3 separate regions of the Sus scrofa genome follow, and all the other regions are linked to region 1. A link is a contact called in public Hi-C and HiChIP or PLAC-seq data. All regions are on one chromosome and are shown on one strand. The core of a region is the stretch at or near the end of the contact, and the rest is flanking DNA. Distances in the headings are between cores, read along the strand shown. Region 1 holds the start of TRMO (tRNA methyltransferase O). Region 2 holds the start of CORO2A (coronin-2A). Region 3 holds the start of XPA (DNA repair protein complementing XP-A cells).

Region 1 (2,630 bases), core at 71-2,570:
ATTGCCTGTGGGTTAAAGATTAGAAGCACAAGATGTTTTTCAGCAATTTTCCTAGTTTGTCCTAATCTGTGACCAATCTGTCCTTTTGGTAAGTACTGTTATTCGAGGAAAAGGCAAGATTCCATAAATCAGAAGACCACCAGGATCATGATGAGCTCTCCTGACACCAGCTTTGATGACTAAAATTTCCTGAAAGAAAAACACGTTTGCCCCAATCTTGACTCTTACCTGAAACCCTGTTCTTCTCCTTTTAGATTATAAAACTCCCTGCAATTCTTCCCCAAAGGAGGAGAGTCTTTAAGACATTAGCCTGCTGTGGTCTCCTTTGCCTGGCAAAGCAATAAAAGCTATATTTTTTTTTCTCCTTCACCCAAAACTGTCTCTGGGGTTCCATTTGGTAGCAGTTGGACAGAGACCCAGTTTTTGGCAACAGTCTCAAGAACTTTCACTTTTCTAAGTGAAATAAAACCAGTAATAACCTAAACACCCAACAAAAGGAACTGGGTAAATAAGAGCACACCTATAAAACAAAACAGTGTGCAACCTCTTAAAATTAACATTAATTGCCATGGAAAGTTTTTACAAACCTTAAGGTTTTGAGGTTATAAAACAGTGGGATTACATATCAACACATATTTCTAGGATATATGCACTGAAAAAATTATGGAAGGTATAAACCAAGATATTAACAGAGGTTTTCTCTGCTTGATGGCCAACTACTTTAACCTTTTTTCCATTTGCTTCCTCTAATTTCCAAAGTTAAGACAGTCTCCTGCATAAGTAAGAGTGAAAATACAGAGAAACAAGCCCATGACCATCTTTCCAGGTTCAGCTTAAAACTATTTCCTACAGCACCGGATGCTTCTCTCTGGTGGCATTAACTCCTAGTCGGCACAGCACCTGATGTAAACATCCTATCTCTCCTTTATGAGTGAGAACTCTCCAAAGGACAGGCCACTACACTGCAGGTGGCTGTTCTGCCAAGGTCAGCCGACCTCAGCCACCACGAACAGGGCAGGAGAGATGACGTCATCCTGCTCCACCTCCGATACATCACGTGGTCGTCTAAGCACGTGACCCGTGCCTTCGCAATAAACAGGAAAAGGACCCAGTCCGTTCACGGTCTCGCTTTCCTTGTCCTCTCTACAGTTAAGTCGGCTGCCTGCACTTATGGTTGTTCTGAGAGAGGAACCGCCAGCCTCTTAAAAGTTACCTGTCTCCAGAGTTGGCTTCACGCACCCGCACGGGGTAGCTTTAGGGCGAGGCCCAGGGTCCTCCAAGCCGCGCATAACTACTGGTTGCACAGGTGCCCACCCAACGCGTTAAGCCTTCCGCTTCCGGTCTCCGCGCCTGGCGCCTGCGCAACAGCCGCTCGGGCTGGTGGCGCTAAGATCCAGCACGCGCTAGGGGTGTGGGGTGCGCGCCGCGCGCGCAGCGGGCGGCGGCGGAAGCAGAACTGAGGTTGAGGTTGTGTACCTGAGGTCTCGTTCCGTTCCTGAACCCGCGTCTATGCGGTCCCGCCTGGATCCACAGCAGTTTCCCGCCCTCTCAGGGCAGCTAGCGACTCCGAAGTTACTGCCCGTTTCAAGGGGGACTCGTCATTGAAGATTTATGCATAAAGATATCTCTCTCGAAATAAGCAACCTGCGTATCTAACGCATGACGATAATTTTTAAAGACAAAGGATATGTATGGGTAGTATATCACATAGCAAGATGATCGGATGTTAGAAAATGTTAATACTTGGATGGTGGGAATACACAAATGGTCATTTATACTTATCTGTATGCTCCCATTTTTCCGTAATAAGAAGGATGTTTTGTCAGAAAGGAGCCCCAGGTAAATCTTATTTCAAATCTAATGGATGGGTAGACCCACACCAGATTAGGTAGGGGTTGAGAGGTGGAGACTTGTTTCCTGTGCGTCATACTTCATGGGAACTGAAGCGAGAATGAAATTTGAATCAACATGCCATATACATTGAGGAGATTGTGCCATCGTTTCTGGAGAGCTCTAAAAAACTGAGGGCCAGCAAGAATCAGTTTTCATTCCATTGGATGGCCAGTTATCCTTGCACCGCTAGCCTGCCCTTTTACCCATTGACTTGTAACGTCTTCTCTCACCTGTATATTTTATCAAGTTTCTCTGTATACATAATTCTGCTTCTGAGCTTTTTATCCTGTTGTTGCATGAGGGTTGGGGTGCGGAGGGTGGAGCATGTGCCTGCAAAATAAATTATTCAAATAAAACTGCATAGATGTGGAAGCTTTATAACCATGAAAAGCTGTTCCTCAACTGGTTCATTTGTCGTGGACTAAATAGATCACTAGCAGAAAAGGAACATTGGAAGGAGCCAAAGATTTAAAGATCGTGGGGTTTAAAACAAAAACTAAAAATTGAGAAAATTCGTACACCTACATATCTTCTGATAGGTCTTTTCCACGTGAAAATTTTAAAAAGTTCTCTTGTGGCAAAGCAGGTTAAGGATCTGGCATTGTCACTGCAGCGGTCTGAGTCGCTCTTGTGGCGGGAGTTGGATCCCTGGCCCAGCAACTTCTTCATGCCACCAGCGCAGCCAGAAAAAGAAAAAATTAGACAAGAATGCTATTGTTTTCAGGAGGAAAGAGTTC
Region 2 (2,630 bases), core at 91-2,590, 210 kb after region 1:
ACCTTTCCAGAGGTACAGGGGACACATTCCAGTCCTGATGAAGGTGGGTTCTGAACAAGCCTCAGGCTGACTACTAACTGCTCCAGGGCAGACACCTCAGCTCTCTTGTCTTGCCTTTGCTCCCTTTGGCTCTGACAGGAGAAACAGCTCTGGATCTGGGGCTGTTTAACCCTGAGGTGAACTGATTTAAGGGACCAGATAATTGCCCTGGGGTGGGGATGGAGGGGTCAGATGTTGTCTGTGTGCCAGAGCAGGACTAGCAGACTCTAGCTCTGTTTACAGCGAGTGAGATTCCCATCATAAGGGGTGTGCAGTGGGGCAGTGAGATGGTCCAGAGGGATCTTACCAAGGGGCCAGGACAGACACCAGAGGTCGTCTTTACCCAGAAATCTTGGAGCCACAGTCTCTCAGACATTTGCTCTGTCCCAGACCCGACCCCACCCAAACACCATCTCTTGGCACTGTAGCTCCTCTAGGTCCGTCTATGCATGGACAAGCCAACCATATCACATCAGGCTGGGACTTAGATTTGGGCGTTAGCACCTGGTGGGGAGACATTGCATACCATGCCCTAAATCCAGGTACTTGCGTGGGTCTGGTCCAGGCAAGTCTGTGCCAGAGGGCTCCACCACCTCCAACCTAGGGCTCCTCCAGCCCCAGACCGCGAGGAAGACTAGGCTTAGACTCTGACTGCCCCACCCTGCATGCCCAGGCTGGCTTGACAGGGACCTGGGGGTGTCGCCTATTAATGTTTCCTGTGCAGGGAAGCTGAGGCCCAGCAGGTTACCCAGCCAGGAGAGGGAAGAGTCCCAACACGGGTCCCGCGGGGCACCCAGGCCACTAGGGGGGACTGTCGGGACCGGCTTGCCACACCCAGCAAGAGCAGCCCTCACTGCGGGTGGGCTGTGCAGACAGTGCCCATCCGACCCTGCGCCGTCGGGAGCCTGGAGCTTGAGGCGGCCCCTCCCCACAGCCCAGCGACGAAGGGGCCATCCTTGTGCCCGCTATCCCGATGGGGAAACTGAGGCCTGGAGAGAAGCAGTGCTTTTTGCAAGGTCACGCAGAGGTGTCGAACGCCAGGTTCCCCGCGTCCCGCCAGGTCCCCAGCGGTGCGCCGAGCCCCAGCATCCCTCCCCAGGCGTTGCAGCTCAGAGGCGCAGCACGAGCACATCGCGCAGACGGGGAAGGCATAGCCCGGCGGCCCGGGACCGCCCTACCTTGATGACGGCCGCGCAGGTGGCGGTAGCGGCGGCGGCGTCTGGCTCTGGTTCTGAGCTCCTCGCTGCCCGCCGAGTCCCCGCGCCCAGCGCTGCCGCCTCCTCCCACCCTCAGCCCAGCGGGAGGGGCCGGTGGGAGGGGCCGGGGCCGAGCACAAGCCCCGCCCGCGAGTCCGCCAGGCCACCCTTCCTTCCTCGGCCCTTGGGCCGCGTTCCTGGTACCCCGGAGCTTGTCTCGGGGCGCGCATTCGCACAGAGAAAGGGCTCGCACAGCGGCGCGCACACGCCGCAGTGAATGGGGCGGGCTCCCCGGGGACCGAGTAGAGGCTGGGGTTGCCTTCCTTCACATCCCGTCGCTTTCTCGCGGAGTGGTATGAGACAAGGGATTCGATCCTTCCGGGAGGGTCACTTTACCCTTAGGTGGAGTGGAAACAAACCGTGTCTGCTTCAGAGTTGTTTGAGAATTGGAAGTGACGATCTAATTTACCGGCGCAGTAATGTGCGCACTCAGAGACGGCCACAGGAGTAGCGCTTGGTGAACCCGAGCTGTTGGAGTAATTCCTGGGGGTTCCCGGTACGTCGAGAGGAAGAGGGCAGGGAGGATCTCTGAGTATGGGAGGACGCCCTTCTTTCTATCGGTAGCCAAGAGGGGGCGCTGCTGCTTAGTCTTGCCGCCTTGGGCAGTGGGGGCGGAGATGGGGAAGCCCAGCCTTTTTGTAATATCACCACCCAACTCCTGAAGAACCGGGCACTGTTCTGGGCACCTTAAATGCATCACCGCAGTTTATCGACACATAAACCTACTAGGTTAGCTTTTACCTATTTTACACATAAGAAATCTGAAGTTCACAGAGGTTAAGTACCTTTCTTAAGATGACACCAGTATCAGTACAACCCTAGGCAGTGTGGCTCCCAAGCCCAAGCTTATAGTCACTCCACCACACCGTCTCTCATGAGAACAACTGTTTGTTCAGTGGTGTATCTCCAGGGCCTAGAACAGTGCCTGGCTCAGTAAGTGTTAATTCACCCGAATGTCTTAATTCACCTAGGGCTTCAGCCAGTAACTATGGTATGCATTTCCTACCCATTTGCACTCTCATATCTTTGTGCCCTTGTTCGCAGTCCTCTCTGCCAGGAATTCTCTTCCCATATCATGGTCTACTGTCTAAACAGATTCATTTCTTCCTTCCATGTCCTTCCCCAGGAAGGCTTCCCAGAACCCTTGTGGACATTCCCTCCCAGCCTCATATCTGCATCTTCCCAACTCCTGAAGAACCGGGCACTGTTCTGGGCACCTTAAATGCATCACCGCAGTTGCCATGATGATAGGCGGCTGGGACTGTGTTTGGGGACCTCTCTGGTTCCACATGGGCATAGGACCAATGGGCCAGAGGGGAGACCATTGGAAGCCTC
Region 3 (2,630 bases), core at 42-2,541, 220 kb before region 1:
CTCTTTTCACTCTTCCTTACTCCTGGCTGATGAAAGGGTTAAGTAGATGATACAGTTTTGTGTTCAACTGCTCACACACTACACAGTTGGTTGAGGAACACAGGTGCTTCGTGTCATGGAGGCAGTCCTAAAGAATCACATGTCAATCAAACTATATTTTAGGTACCATGGAGAAGACTACCACTTGATCCCAGTGGAGAGTTATATGATAAACACATACATGATAAGCAAATAGACAAATGCACAGCCAAGGGCTGTCCTAATAAAGGGAAGATGAAATCCAGACAAGAATAACACAAGAATAACAGCCTTTCTTCCTAAGGGTGAGAGAAATGCTTAGTATAGCAAAGGAAGCTGGTGAACAAGACCTTGAACCGAGGGTCAGATGACCTGAGTTCTAGTCCAGATTAGCCTTTGCACTTGCTGAGACGAACCTGAGCAAACCTCTGTCGCTTTCTGGCGCTCAATTATCTCCTCAGTAAAACATGGATACCAAACCCTGCCCTAATTATTTTCAGGTTAGCTGTGAGAGCCAAATTAGCTACTTGGAAACTTTGACACACAACAGTTGTCACTCGGTTAGCCCCACGGAGTCAGTAGCTAATGTCTGTTTGCTCCTCTCTGCGCCCAGCACGTAGCAAGCACTGTGTGCCAATTAGGGAATATGCACTCAATCACCCTGCGTTAAATGGATGAATAAGGAAGCAGGTGCAGGATTACTAAAATGTGTTACGAGGTCTAAAAGCTTTATACAAAGACCATCCCGGGACTGGTGGAAGCTGCAGGCAGAGAACAGAAAAGGAGAACGGAGACATTGCCTGGCTCCTCCCGACAGCGAGGGCGGCGGCATCCCCAAGCCAAGGACGGCCGCTGGACCGCCCAGGTGCCGTGAGGCAAGGCCAGGGCTGGGAGTCAGAAGTCGCCCTGTGGTCTTGGACACCCCGCTGTGACAAGGCCAGCTGAGCTGAATCCCTCCGAGGACTGCGGGGGAGGGTCTGGTCGCCACACCAAGGACGGGGCCCCAGGTCCGCCAGGAGAGAGATGGGGCAGACGCCGCTAGGGTCCAAACCTCCGGTAGCCGCAGCCGTCGTCGCTGGGTAAGGCCGGGCCGCCAGCCGGGCCTGGCGCAACATCAGCGCCCGCTGCCGCTTACGCTCGATGTTCGCCCGCACTGAGGCAGGCAGCTCCGCCGGCTGTTCTGAAGCCGCCGGCTGAGATGAAGACCCTTCAGCAGCCGCCATGTCCAACCTCCCCAGAAGACTGTGGCAATAGCCCCCACGCAGGCGCATTGAAACGCCAAAGCTGGTCGAGGCCCCGCCTCCGCGCTGGCGGTAGGGAGCGCGCCTGCGCATTTTGAGAAGGACTTGCAGAAAGGAGCGGTAGTTGGAATCTGCGCAAGCGTCAGAGCGGAGTTTACTTGTTGGCTTTGTAACTCTGAAGTCGCCGGCTGGTTCCAAGATCAGTGTTCAGGACCCAGTCATCTTTAAAATAATAGCTTCGCTTGGTGGTTCAGCACATGGGCATTGGAGTCAGACTTGGATGAAATCTTAGTTCTGACACTTGCCATCTGCGTGGCCTTCAGTAAGTCACTTACCCTGAGTTCAGTTTCAACAGTAGTAAAATGAGGATAATTACAGAACCACTTAATAGAGTTGTTGAGAAAATTAGATGTAGTCTTTCCGCACAATGCCTGGCACATAGAAAGCTTCCCAAAATGATGGCAGTTAGTAGTAACAGTAGTTTCAATCAAAAGAAATCAGCGGATGATTGGTATGACTACTTTGAAATTCTGGCCTAGACAGAGTCATAGATTTGAAATGAGAACACCTGGGTTTAAACTCTGGGTGACAAAAGGCAAAGGCAGCACCAATTACCAAAGCTGGTATGCGTAAGTTTGGCTAACTTTTCCATGGAATATTTCTAGAGTGTGGATGAACTTACTTTGGATTTGAGCTAAACCCTGACTTCCCAAAAGTGTGGCAAATGAAGCAAAATAAATATGGCATGCTTTCCTAAAAATGTATTTTTTTATGACAATAAAACTTAATTGAAGCCAGAAAACATTAAGTTCTAATTACCACTTATACCATTGGGACTAGTTCTTAGAACAAACTGGCCCACTGGATAATACCTAACATTCACAGTTTGAGAAGCACAACCTAGTGGTTTTAGTCAATCAGTTATATGTATATCTAAGCTGGAGGACCTTCTATAGAGTAAATAAGTGCTGCGATCTCCTAGTTGAACTGGAGACAGATTTCAAACCATCCCTACTCCTTTTCCCCTCAAATTCCTCTCGCTCCCTATCCATTGATCTTGTCCCATGATAAAATCTCAAGTTTCATATGATAACGAAAGCACAAACAGGATAAAATTAGATAAATTAACTTAATAAAAATTAGTGACTTTTGGAGTTCCCGTCGTGGCTCAGTGGTTAACGAATCCAACTAGGAACCATGAGGTTGCGGGTTCGGTCCCTGGCCTCCCTTAGTGGGTTAAGGATCTGGCATTTGCTGTGAGCTGTGGGTGTAGGTCGCAGACACGGTTCGGATCCCGAGTTGCTGTGGCTCTTGCGTAGGCTGGCGGCTACAGCTCTGATTAGACCCCTAGCCTGGGAACCTCCATATTCA

Evidence for each region. Hi-C and Micro-C count contacts between places; a contact is called where the count stands out from the background. HiChIP or PLAC-seq counts read pairs in DNA pulled down with a chosen protein or histone mark.
Region 2: a contact with region 1 is called in a Hi-C map of skeletal muscle, with 3 times the contacts expected there. The contact joins the promoter of CORO2A here to the promoter of TRMO in region 1. A contact is called at or near these places in 2 of 47 Hi-C or Micro-C datasets (fibroblasts and skeletal muscle).
Region 3: an H3K27ac HiChIP or PLAC-seq map of alveolar macrophages shows a contact between it and region 1. The contact joins the promoter of XPA here to the promoter of TRMO in region 1. A contact is called at or near these places in 2 of 5 promoter capture datasets (fetal liver and liver), 5 of 47 Hi-C or Micro-C datasets (embryonic fibroblasts, liver, mesenchymal stem cells and 1 more) and 1 of 2 datasets of contacts at active chromatin or transcription factors (alveolar macrophages).

What each region holds. Positions count from the first base shown.
Region 1 is chr1:239,785,612-239,788,241 of Sscrofa11.1, forward strand. TRMO (tRNA methyltransferase O) reads right to left here and starts at 1,321. Exons shown (of 6, transcript NM_001243624.1): 1 at 1,214-1,321. The coding sequence starts at 1,289.
Region 2 is chr1:239,999,624-240,002,253 of Sscrofa11.1, forward strand. It overlaps CORO2A (coronin-2A), which reads right to left and starts at 1,341. Exons shown (of 12, transcript XM_005660267.3): 1 at 1,218-1,341. TBC1D2 (TBC1 domain family member 2A) reads right to left here. Exons shown (of 16, transcript XM_021066519.1): 16 at 1,975-2,630.
Region 3 is chr1:239,567,298-239,569,927 of Sscrofa11.1, forward strand. It overlaps XPA (DNA repair protein complementing XP-A cells), which reads right to left and starts at 1,292. Exons shown (of 7, transcript XR_301366.3): 1 at 1,070-1,292.